2 separate regions of the Siniperca chuatsi genome follow, and region 2 is linked to region 1. The links are chromatin contacts, called in public Hi-C maps. All regions are on one chromosome and are shown on one strand. The core of a region is the stretch at or near the end of the contact, and the rest is flanking DNA. Distances in the headings are between cores, read along the strand shown. Region 1 holds the start of tomm20a (translocase of outer mitochondrial membrane 20). Region 2 overlaps LOC122884765 (a long non-coding RNA gene).

Region 1 (6,471 bases), core at 2,806-5,305:
TCTGAGGTGGCCTCTATTGACAGACGACGAAAACGCATGAAGAAGAAGGAACGGGAAAGTGAGTCACTGATTCCATCCATTCTTAAGTTTGTGTGTAAGGTCCTTCCTAAGTTCTTAGTAACTACCAGCTAATTTCAAACTCATGATTTACTAAATTTGGTTGCCTTAGTAATATACCTTAGTAATGTGTGAATTGGTTGCTAGGAAAATATATCGAAGCGCCGTCCAATCAAAAGCAATTAACTATGTGAACAGGAAGTCACTGTAGCATCACAAGCTATAGCATAACTTCCATAAATGATTATTATATTAAGCTAAACTGCTTATTACTTTGCAATTTCAGGTATTACTCTGTTCTATGTGTGTATGTATGATACATGGAGAAAAGAGTTAGTAATCATGCAGTGTAGAATGAGAGGGAAATATCTGATTATGCTAAACTAACCGACAGTATTTGGTCTTTAGTCTGATGTTACTGACATAACGTTTTTCAGGTATGTTGTGTTATTTTTGATCATTTAACCTTAATTATTAAACAGCATTTTATCTAGTGTTGGGTCAGATGTGTATATTCCCTCTTTTACTCTTCACTCTAAATGGGTCGTATATTAGCAAGCTAAGGTTAGCTTTGTCAGTTAATTCAGTTATTCACAAGTTATGACTTGCACCTGGATAGTTAATGCGTGTAAATATTTAGTGACAACTAATCTCTTCGTAAGAACTAGTTTGTGTGGAGCAACCCATTTTAATTTAGCGACGTGTAAATCTCCACTTAGTAATCACTTACATTATAAATAGGCTGAGATTGAACTTACAAAGAACTCCCACTCCAGGAGTCCACTGTATGATGTCTCCACCTGCATGCCTCAAAACTCACTATAACCAAATCCTTTCTCTGTTCTGTAGGCACGGTGGCTGCTTCCTCTTCATCCTCCTCCTCTTCCTCCTCCCCGTCCTCCAGCTCACTGACTGCGGCAGTCATGCTGACACTGGCCGACCCTCCGGTGTCATCCTCATCCTCCTCTTCTCAGAACTCTGGGGTATCAGTGGAGTGCAGGTGACAGGACGAACCAGCGAAAAGCCACCGCACTAAGCACTTAACCAGCACCCTGGGGTCACCGCCCCCATTACCCTCAAACAGGACGGAGAAGTCAGCCTACATACTGTAACTGCTGGGGCACAAAAAAACAAAACAAGAAACAAGCACTATTTTCTATTGACAACTGTTTCCTTGGCAAGCTAATGGCACTTAAGTGCACTTTTATGAAGATTGTGTAGGGGGATGAAATTTGTCAAAAACAAAATTGTCTTTTGCGCTCTCCTTAATTGAACATTTATAAGAATTGTTTTTGCAAGCAATAATTGTTTCCATTTGATAAAGCTGTATTGGAAAGAGATGGTTTCTAGTGAAGACCCCTCTGTGCTCTGTCCTCATAGCTCAACATGATGCAGCCTGTGCTCATCATGTTGTTATTATTATGGGGAATTCAGAGGAACAGTGCCACATTGGCATTAAGGGCGTAGAAAAAGTAACTTTGCCACGTTTCTCTGTCCACCCTCATTAAAAAGGCCTTCATGTGGTTACACCTCGAGCGGTTGATGATGCTCTTCTCACATACAGGCATGTGGTCCTGTACATGTTTGCATGAGTCATATAGGTGTTGATTGGTAGGGTTTCAGACCATCATAGGTCCACTGACAGTCTCAGTGGATGAATATGGAATGATACTGTAGTGCCTTTTTGTTCTTTTTTTTATGGGGCACTTTGAGAAAGGACAGCACTTTTTTTCCTGATCCTCTTCTCAAATCAGAGGGTCAGCTGGAATAATGTGTCGCTTACAAAAGACTGAAGAATGCTGTATGAGTGAGCAGACAGTGATGGGCTGAGTCTAGCAGATGGATTTTATCAGTGTATGGTAATATTTAAGAAGTATAATTGTAAAAGCAGAACTCCTATACTGGATCACCTGTAATCTACTACTGAATACTCATCCAGCTTGGGTATAACTGTTAAGTTTGGCAGTATAAAATGTGCAATGATGGAGGTGGTGAATCCAATGGTCACATTACTTCAGTTCATCAGCCTGTTAAAAGCCCATCTGCTTTATTTTATTATGTTTTCTTCACCCATTTAATCCCCCCAGTCCCATGGCCCTCACTGACGATTTGATGATGCACATCTGCAACTGGATCAAGTTAACTTGAAGGCAGCCATAGGAGGTATTTACAGCATGTACTCAGTACGGCAGAACACATGAATGAAGCTGAATCCCACATTTGCAGTGTTTCAGAATAACATGAAGTTATTTAAGTATATTTTTGCGTCATTAAATAAGGCAATGCATATTTTTTTGGCATCTTTCTAATTTTACTCATGATCAGTAATGATATGCCAGCTTCCTCTCATACTCATCCCTAGCAAAAATGTTTGGTTCTGTTTCCTGTACTATGACCAGATTAAAGGTAAAGATATTGTAAATGTGCATTTATATCACAGTGACGTATGTGTATACATTTCTGAAGACATCTCCAGTGTTTCCTTTGTATAGACCCCCTACTGTATGATAACCTGAAATTACATTTTGTTTGGCACTTGTATGTAATTGTATGCTTTTGTTATACATTTGTATATTGAGAAGTGTTTTGAGTCAAGCTATTTAATATCTTGCACTGTTAATAACATGTACTTTTCTGTACAGACAGTTTTACGGTTTTAACTGTAGTTGGAGTGTAAATACTGAGGGTTACAGCATGTTTGTTCTCCCCCTTTTGTCCTCATTCTTGTTCTCTTGGGACAGATTTATTTGAGTTCATTTACATTGTTTTTTCTGCCTCTTTCATCGGTTTCAATAGTTATTTTTTGCTTTCTTCCTTTTTTTATTTCATGTTTCGCTTTAGTTTGTATTCTGTTTTGTTTTTCTATAGCTTCTGCTTGTAAGAGAAGAATGGTAGTTTTGGATGTGGCTGAACTATTTTCCAACCTGTACATGGCCTGAAGCTAAAGCTGTATGAACCTGTATATGGAAAATGGTCTGGATCATAGATTAAGAGAAAGTAATGGAGCTTATTGAAAAATGCTCAATAGTATTTATTAGGCTCATCTGATGATGGTCATTGTGTAATTTATTGTAAAAATGTAAGCAAAGCAGAAGCCTCTGTTTGAAATAAATGCCATAGTTTGTGAAGTATTCAGTGTGTCTCTTGCCATCAGTGGTGGAAAGTAACTTTTACTTTACAATTTTGAGGTATTTCTACTTTACTTGCATATTTCTAGTTTATTATACTTTTACGCCCTTTTCAGAGGGAAAATTGTACTTTTTACTTCACTACATTTATTTGACAAGTGTACTTACAGTAAAGTGAGTAGTGGAAGAAGAAGTTATTTTGCAGATGGTTTCTACATATAAAACATGACAAGCTTAAAATGATGCATTGTTAAAAAAAGTTAACTTTATAACTAAAAGTAGTTAAAATGATCTCCACCTTGACCAACTATAACATTAAAATGCTGCTTACACATGAAAGCATTCTGCATTATAACTGCTTTTGCTTTTGATACTTAAAGTGCATTTTGCAGGCAATACCTATGTTTCATTTTGTTTTTTCACTTTGGTATTTAAACTGATTAAATTGCTATGGGGCCCTGAAGCAAAATGTAACTACTGGGACTCTATGAATCTCCCTGCTTCTCTCCTCACTGGGCATACATGGCTATTGCAGGTTATTTTAGGCATATTTCCATATTACCAAACAATGTTACAAGTATCACCACAAGCCAATTGTCATACAATGAACCTGGGGCTTTGGGGGCCTCGAGGACGTTTCCCACTTTGCTCGGCCATGAAGTAAACGTTTTTATTCTCTGGTGAAAACGTTTAGGCTTTTAGCTAATGCTAAGTTTCTGAGTTATTAAGGGGTGAGTGGGGGCGTATTTGGTCATATTTACCCGTCAAAAATATGATATTTTACTGTATTAATACAGTATATGTGGATATGAGTCTTGTACCGTCGACATTACGCCTTGCGTCGTGATTTACGTACTTCCTTTGCGCACTTCCTTAGCAACGTGCTAGCCAGCTAGTGTGCTGCGTGCAGTGTTTATGAGTAGTTTCAGATATGATGAGCGGTAGGACGAGCGCGGTAATTGCCGGGGTGTGTGGAGCACTTTTCATCGCATACTGTATTTATTTTGACAGAAAGCGACGGAGCGACCCTCGCTTCAAGGAAAAACTACGTGAACGTAAGTGTTTGAGCAGAGGAAGTTAGTGCAACAGTCAACTTAACTTGCAGCACTGGGAGCATGTTAGCTTCCATGTGACAGACAAACCGCAAGGACATTATGGCTAGCTATATATCATAAAAGTCTTAATAGAGATGGTGCTATACTCTATTTTTTTAAATACTCACAGCGTAGAGAGTATAACATTTACTCTAACGTAATTTTCCTCACATACGTCGCAGGATACATACCTCGTGGAAAAAACACGCGGTAGCTAACAGCTTAACTTGTAACCATGTGTTTCTCGAGTTGTACAACAGCAAAATGAACAGCATAGTCTAAAGCCACTTTTGTCTCGCAGGTAGAATAAAACAAAATGTTTCTAGTGAGAAGTCTGGAGTAGCAAAGGTAGGACAAATGTGAAACAATCAATTTCAGATAATTTGTCTTATTGGGGCCCAAATGTGCATTTCTGACAATTTGTCTTTTGACTTTGAAGTTACCTGACATGAAGGACGCGGAAGCTGTTCAGAAATTCTTTCTGGAGGAAATCCAGCTGGGAGAGGAGCTCTTGTCACAAGGTTAGCCACATGTCTTCACAGTTTAATCACACATAAAATATACATGCTTGTGTGCATGATACACAAGCTCAAGATGCATCACAGAAAGCTCAGAGAGCACTGTTTTCTAAATGTAGCAAACAAATGTAAATCATTCAGGAACACAACCCTGTGCTGCACTTCATGTCTCCATGTACTCTTCTCCTATAGCACGTCTACTAAAATAATATGTAATTTATTCATACAAACTTTTCAATAGGCAAGTCAGTTGTTTTGAAACACTTCAGCCATCTATACCTAACCTGCACTTCTTTTCATAACTTTCTCATTTCTAGACAGTTTTCTAAACCTTTTCTAACTCTGACCCAGGTGAATTCGAGCGAGGCGTGGACCACCTGACCAATGCGATTGCAGTATGCGGTCAACCTCAGCAGCTGCTTCAAGTACTCCAGCAGACACTGCCGCCTCCAGTCTTCCAAATGCTTCTCACCAAACTGCCCAGCATCAGCCAGGTGAGCGTTTTCTGCATCTCCCATTAACATTTCAGTGTAATGGCGTTGTTTCTGAGCATCCTTAATAAACCCCCCAGTTGCTATTTGTGGTCTCTGGGACAAGAAAGGGTGCAAGATCAATCTTAGAATCATCCAAAGCTGAGAGCCATGTGTCAGTAGCTCTTGGTTATTTCACCTCTAAGACAGAAATGCTAACATTACAAGTAACAACTGGTTGTTTTACACAAGTTTAGCTGTTTTATAATTGGTGCTATACGCTTTTTGGTATAACCTGAACGATTTTTTTTTTCTTCTGTTTTTCAGCGTATTGTCAGCTCTTTAACAGAAGATGACGTCGAATGAATGTGTGTGATTGCGTGTGAGATGGATATATGCTGTCACTATTCCATAAAGGGATTTCAGACTCTGATATTTGTGCACTGTTTGGTACGTGTGACTGAAGTTGTGAGCCTGATTATGACAGAGGCAGAGCTTGACCTTTGGACATTTGATGACGATAATCTCCCTCTAACATGACACTCCAAGGTTAAAGAACTTCCTCAAGGTTACGTTTCTGAGAAATAAAGTAAAAGTAGAAGTAAAACATTCCATCTTTCTAATGCTATTCCCACTGGATCTCATTCTAGCCATAATTTTATTCTATTTATTTCCCTCAAAAGTAATTGTGTTATGTTTTGGGGGTTTTTGCTGATATGTACTAAATTAAAAAAACAAAAGTATGTAAACGATTTGTTACATATTGCTGCGCAGTTGATAATGTGAAATGTGTGTGAAAGTGTCTACACTAAACACAGTGCTTGTTTGTGGAATATTGTCAAGTTTTCTGAAATTTCTTTTGCAATGTTACTTAAATGTTATTTTTACATTCCAGTCTTTCATATCTGGATATATTTTTGTGTGTAAAATCCTAAAATAAATAATGAAAGCACATTTAGAGTTTGAGTTTCCATTCGCCAGTAGATGGCAGTAGCAATGCATAGGAAAATTTGAAATATGGAGTGTGGACAGTTTTTATATTTGGAAAGCTGGAGAGTCAATTTGCTGAAGAGAAAGTGTTATGTGCATAAATCAAGGATAAATATTCCTGAGGATTTAAAAAAAAAAACACCACAGGAAGGGGGAATTGTACCAGAAAGATATTAAGGAACAGGTAATGTAATGTAATCTTGTGGGGCTATGT
Region 2 (6,471 bases), core at 2,707-5,206, 85 kb after region 1:
CATCTAGTGGCATTTTCCTTGTCTACCCCCCAACGCCATCCCCCTTCCTCCACCACCACCATCCCCTCTTTCTTCACGTCAAACTTGGCAGGCAAGTTTACACTCTGATTTTCAAAGCCGCCCTGTTCTCTGTCAAATGTTGCGTGGCAACATCAAACGCTCTGCCGGACAGAGCCTTCCTGGGATTCCAGCGTGGTGGGCGGATAATTGGAGGCAGGCCTCAGCGGATCTGGCAGATGTGTGATGAGTTTTTACTGGAGCGTTTTTTTTTTGAGTGGTGTTTATGTGTGCGTGGGGGGGAGACAGGTTTTAGAGGGAAAACATAAGGGCTTTCTTTGTTGTCGTCCCTTGCTCCCTCCCTAAAGCTGGCCACAGGGGCGTCTTATTGGCCCAGTGGCCAAGTAAGGGCTGAGTGTGGCAGTAAACATTGCATACAGACACGATATCTGAACCCAGCATGTGGAATTTGATGTTTTAGGTCTGACTCACAAAGCCTGTAAGCCTCCAAACATTTCCACATGTCCCGTCCTTCTCTTTCTCTCTTTCACTTTTTCTGGAAGCTGCCTTTTTTCTGTTACTTTTGCAAGAAACACCCAGATAATTACTAGGCACTCTTGTCTGGGGGCTGACCGCAAGTTTGGATGAAGGTCACTGCAGTTGCTGTCAAACATATAGTGATTACAAAGAAGCTCAGGAATTCCCACACTTTTCCCTCCAACCGCTCACCCCACTGTAGAAGCAGGAATGCTGGACTTGGATTCTTAGTTTTCCTGTCCATCCATCATTGAGCAAGCATAACAGGGACCCAGACTAGCTCCTCCCAAGCCAAGGGTGGGCTTCCACTGAAAGTGCAAGAGGCCAGGGCTCAGTGGAGGGCTGTGGAGAGGAAAGAGAGGATGGGGGGGGTTGTTGGGCTCGGGAAATTGTTAGACAGAGAGGGAAATGGACAAAGGAAAAAAAAAGACATACAGACAGAGTTCCAAGTAAAAAAAAGAATGAAACACAGCCCTCCCATGTTTTTGTTAAGTCCCTTGGGCTCATGCAGACAGTATTAAGTTGAATTTTTTTCTTTTTACACAGGAAGGCGGTACAGATGTTTCTGAGAGCAGGCTTGCGGTTTCCCTGTTTTCCTTTTGCTAGTCTGTTCCCGGCTCTCCAGTGTTGCCAAGGCGCTCCCTTACTCGGTGCTGGCGTTTTTGTTTTTCCTGAGAGTGGGGCTCCAACAGGAGGGTCATCTCCAGGCCAGCTCCAAATGAGAAATAGTTGGCCGGCTGCCCTGGCGGCCGCTCAAATCCGCCCTTTTGAAAAGATTACTGTGCTGCTGCTGCCGCCGCCTCCTGTGGGGCATGCCAGATCTGCTGAGGGGAGAGGAATGTGCAGGAGGGCTGGAGGAGGGAGGGAGCGGGTAAGAGAGGGGGGCACCGCAGGGCCACATTTCATTCGACCTCTTTCAGAAAGTTTTTCTCATTACTTTTCTTCTCCCTCTCCTCCTTAAATGCTTCAATTTGTGCTGCACAGAACAGGACGTGGACTGTTCCCAAATAAAACCTGACAGGGTTTTTCCACCCAGCCAAGAGCTGTGTGACACAGTCCAGTTCAGCCCCCTCCCTCCCCTGGCTGTCTTTTGGCTGCTTGTTTTTGTTTCTTAGGGGACTGGTGATGAATGATCGATTGATAGCGTTAAGGCCCACTGTGGGACTGCCGTAGGCTATCTCTGCTAAGCTGCTTTGCCTGATAGGCTGCTGACTGTGGAGACTCCAAAGCCAGAGCAATAAAAGTTGATTTGTGGGGGCATTGTGAGAAGCCCTAGACACTTAAGAGAGGTGTGCATGTCTCCTCTGGCCTGTCACAATCAATACTACCCCACCACCGCTGGGCCTCTCTGTCTCCACTGTGTTTACTCTTAAATAATGCATCACACTCTCACACAAATACCTTCCATTCACACTAGGGATGGAGACCATTAGCCGTGGCCATGTGGAACAATGAAATACAGCCTCTGCGTCCTCTTTCTTTTTATACAACCAGCAGATAGAGCATTTTCCTTCTCTTGAGTGCTTCTGCGAGGCATCATTTTAGTGCTGCCTGACCTAATTTAACAACCTCAATATCCAATCTTTTCAGGCTCTGATTACACACCCGCCTAGTTTCAGCTCGGATTAACCTCTGAAAAGAACTCTATAACAATTAGTGGAACAATGAAGATAAAAGGCATTGCCTGAGCTAGGTTGTCTGAACCTGACATATTTTGCCCCTCTTAACTGCTTGTCCTGAGGGGACGCATGCTTCCATGTTGTATTTATGAAAACGGTTACCACAGTATATAAAATGGCATGTTAACTAGGCGTCAAGCAAAAGGAAACACTTCTATGCTATAATATATTACTGTTTATGATTTTCTTAGAGATCATGTTACTGGAGACTTTGATAAATGCTGAGTAATTACATCACTGCTCCGCTATAAGAATGTTGGAGCCTCCCCAGGCATCATTAACTGCTGATGGATTTGAAATGAAGAGGCCTTGGTGGGTGGTCCTTATCTAAGAGTCAGGAAACAGGGCCAGACCCATAAACACCCTGCTCACCACAGAGGAAGCACCCGTGTATGGAGACCACACCCCAAGTTGCTGTAAACCTTGAATGTGCCCAAAATATAAGAAATAAGGGGCGTAAAGCTTTGTCCAAATCTCAGACTCTAACAGCACTTATGGGAGCAGCCAAGGCAGAGAAAACAACAATCCAGCTTGGTTTTATTTGCAAGACTGGGCTGTTCCAGTAAACATCACCATGCATGCAGGCAGAGTCAGAGCATTGCTATCAGTGTGTCTGCTCCACGCCAACACTATAAGAATAGCACTGTGTGTTCCCGAGTCACATCATCTGCTTAGCAACACACACGCTGGGGAGAGCAGGACAGAGCTATGTGATTGGGGGAGACCAGGACCCTCAGGACACAGAGCGCTAATTGCAAAGCTGTTTTTCTCCTCCGTTTTTAACAGATGCAATACGCCAGCCATAGAAAAGGGGTTGCATAACAGGATTTTACAGCAGATACCCCTCCTCCTCTGTGGCTCTCCCTCCATTTTATCCTTCTATGCCCCCCCCAGCAACTCCATCTCTTCCTCTCTGTCCTCTCATAACAGTTGGAGCTGAGCCAGATCTTTCTAATGCTATTTTAAAGATTGCAGAGACAAAAGAGTGAGAGATTCAGAGGTATTTTTATATTTTTACTGCAACCGGTGTAGAAAATGCATGGTTATATGTGTGTATTTGGGACACAAAAATCCTTTGTTAATTGGTTTAGAGTGTTGTTGACCTGACTCGGGTCTCTGGCAGTCGTAACAAAGAGCTCAGTGTGGCCAGCCTTTGTGCTGCAGAGCTGGAAGAGCAGTTTCCATATTGGGACAATATGCGGCGCGACCTCTGACCCTGCTCAGAGGCGGCGGCTAGAGAGCACTTGGAGATTTGCTATTCAGAAACACAAAGCATTCCAGGCTCACACACATCTACAAATAAGAGAAACAGAAAACATGTTGGCACAAGTAGATGGCGCACACATGCACACACCAACTGTTACTTTTCGTTCGTCAACCCTCCGGGCCAGAAATTACACATGCAAGCATTTTGCTGTCTGACGGGGGCAGGGCAGACTTGGCTGGGGGAGCTGAGAATATTTGCAACAAACACACACACGGACTGATGATCTCACTATGTAAGGGAAGGCGAACATGAAGTATTTGTTGCCACAGGGCCAAGTGAGAGAAAGTGTGTGTGTGGGGGGGGTGGAGATTTCAGACATGGGAGATGGGAGTGGAAATCAGACATAGCTGTTGTGTATGACTATTTGTTCGGTACAGTTTCCACATCGGTCCCTGAGAAAACAAAGAAGAATTACGCAATGCAAATGTTGCTCAACCCTGATTACAGTCATCCATGTGAACACCAGGAAAAGGATTGTACTGTGTGCCAGGGCGTGTGTATGTATGAATATACAAAATATAAAGGACATTTATATTTTTGCACAAAAAAATCTGCTTCTCTCAACCTCACTGATTCAGAAAGTGCCTCTACTGTTTTGTGCTTTCACTTTGTGCATGCATGCATGTTCATTTGTGAGAGTGCATGTCTCCTCATCGGAGGAACACACTCTTATGCACTCTTTGCACGTTTGGCTGACTACATCTGCCATCCACAATAACCCTCGGAGTGATGTCCAATGTGCTGAGTATGTTATGATGTTTGTGTGCATGGTTAGCGAGGGTGAGGGGAGGATAGTCCAGAAATAGAAATGTTTCATGAAAACATCACAATGGAGAATCATTTCACTGTAAAGGCTGGTTTCATAATCGCCCTGGAGGAACCAGGCTTGTCTGTTCCATTTGAGCTCCCTTTTTGCCCTAATTCACTTCTGCAACTCGAATGTATTTAACCCAATGTCAGCTCTGACTACCCTTGCTCTCTTATCTCAGCCTTTACTCCTGTCAGGTCATGTTTGTTATGAAAGACTTGAGTGCTTTTTTTTCCGTCTGGGGGAGTGCTGTTAACATCAGAGCAATGATGATGACTGAGTTACAGTATGTGAGGCAGCAATCATCTTCCCTCTGAATGCCAGTCAGGAGAGGGGAGCACAGCCATGAGTAAACAAGGTGTGGCTCCTTTGAGATGATTTTCAGAGGAAAATCATTTCCCTGGCCAATCAGTCTCTGAGTCATTCAGTTTTTTCAGGATTCTCCCAGGATTTGTGTGCAGCACTGACAGCAGCGCAGTTCCAGAGCCTTTTCTGGCAGGACGCTTTGAAATAGACTTGTCAGGGCTCAGGGCACAACAGAAAATGTTTATGTAAGTGGTCAGAAATAGGCAGCACATTTTGTCATGTTTAACATTAGTCATGAGATCACCAACTCTCTCAGCACAGCATCAAGCGATTATTAAATGTGGCTTTTACTTTTTGTTTTCTGAACAACAAGTTGAACAGTCTACAGCCATGCTAGCAGCTCTGTAAGGCTGTACTTAGGCATTAAAGGGCTTTGAGCTAAACTCTAATATCAGCATACTAACATACCCACAATTACAATGCTAACATGCTGATGTTTAGAGGGTGTAATGTTCACCATCTTTGTTGAGTGTGTTAGCATGCTAACATTTGCTAATTAGCACTAAACATAAAGCGTAGTTGAGACTGATGGGAATGGCTAATGAATTGTTTTGCAGGTATTTGGTCATAAACCAAAGTACTGAACACTCTAAAATTTGGACCGAGGATGGCACTATATGGAAAGTTAAATGAGCCACAAAGTTATTACAATTCATCCTGACAGGGACATAAATGTATGCATCAAATTTCCATCCAATCCATCCAAAAGTTGCAGACATTTCACACAAAACCACAAATGTCAACCTGCTGCTGGCACTATATTAAAGTTCAGTGGTACACTAAAGTCTGTAGGATTCATCCTCTGGGGACCATTAATGTCTGTACCAAATATCACCGCAATCCATACAATAGTGTTGTCAACAGTTGTTGAGATAATTCAGTCTGGACCAAAGTGGCAGCAACATAGCAACCAACTAACAAACCATGATTACCATCACTAGAGCAACACCACTAGTGTAGCTAAAAATGTACTCATGAAACCAGGAAAATGTTCACACTGCAATGTTGCAACACCAGCACAAGCCCACCATTCCATATATGATGTCCCATATGACTTACTAAACATTATGTTGCATACTGTGACGAGTCAAGCGCCAAATTGAATCACAAATTTCATAACATGAATGAACAGCAGCTTCTGAAAACGCAGCATTTCCGCTTTATTATTGCAGAGCCAGCCAGTAAATTCCACAGGGGTGTCTCTGCTGACCCAACATAATGCCCCTTTCATCACATACATATATTGAATATGTAAACTGTCCCACGCCTACCATCCTCAGCATCTTCAATAATGTGAAAGTCATACACTGTGAGCTGTTTATCACTGGCATGTCCTCACTTGCATACAGATAGACAGGCACAATGACACGGATACAAGGCGTAATATATATATATATATATATATATATATATATATATATATATATATATATATATATATATATATATATAGGCACTGTGTGTGATGTTAAGCATTTATACGGCCTAGTGAGCCCATGTTTTCTTGTTCCAATCTAGCTAAGAGTAAAGCTAAGCTATTATGGAAAACTCTGTGCTTTGTTCCCTAAAAAGAACCTATATACCAATTTGAAGGAAAAGGAAAGGCATGATTGTTAAATGGCAAATCCAAACCCGTCTCCCATCACCATTTACCTACACAACCTGCTAACCCAGCCCGGGCTCCAGCCTGAACACTGGATCAATGCGTATCCTGATCAATAGGCTTATTAGAGCTGCAGTTGAGTGGTGAACAAAGCCGATTAGCTGAGTCTCCACAGCATGTCCCCTCAGGTTGAAGAGAAACACAGGAAAGGTCA

What was found. Hi-C and Micro-C count contacts between places; a contact is called where the count stands out from the background.
Region 2: a contact with region 1 is called in a Hi-C map of an unstated tissue, with 9 times the contacts expected there. The contact joins the enhancer-like site here to the promoter of tomm20a in region 1. A contact is called at or near these places in 3 of 3 Hi-C or Micro-C datasets (liver, skeletal muscle and an unstated tissue).

What each region holds. Positions count from the first base shown.
Region 1 is chrLG11:10,059,822-10,066,292 of ASM2008510v1, forward strand. It overlaps tomm20a (translocase of outer mitochondrial membrane 20), which reads left to right and starts at 4,056. Exons shown (of 5, transcript XM_044214561.1): 1 at 4,056-4,240; 2 at 4,581-4,627; 3 at 4,719-4,800; 4 at 5,149-5,291; 5 at 5,595-6,221. The coding sequence starts at 4,117. The coding sequence ends at 5,633. It overlaps arid4b (AT-rich interactive domain-containing protein 4B), which reads left to right. Exons shown (of 23, transcript XM_044214540.1): 22 at 1-58; 23 at 907-3,188. The coding sequence ends at 1,061. It overlaps LOC122884981 (a small nucleolar RNA gene), which reads left to right and starts at 5,345; the gene lies at 5,345-5,479. It overlaps LOC122884534 (a long non-coding RNA gene), which reads right to left. Exons shown (of 2, transcript XR_006379907.1): 2 at 6,088-6,471.
Region 2 is chrLG11:10,145,270-10,151,740 of ASM2008510v1, forward strand. All of the region lies in intron 1 of LOC122884765 (a long non-coding RNA gene), which reads left to right. Among protein-coding and RNA genes, the nearest start is that of LOC122884765, 7.1 kb to the left of the region's middle. Within about 2 kb of position 3,957, the one cell type or tissue checked has an H3K27ac peak away from gene starts, as active enhancers do. A contact at or near this core is called in liver, where this site is marked.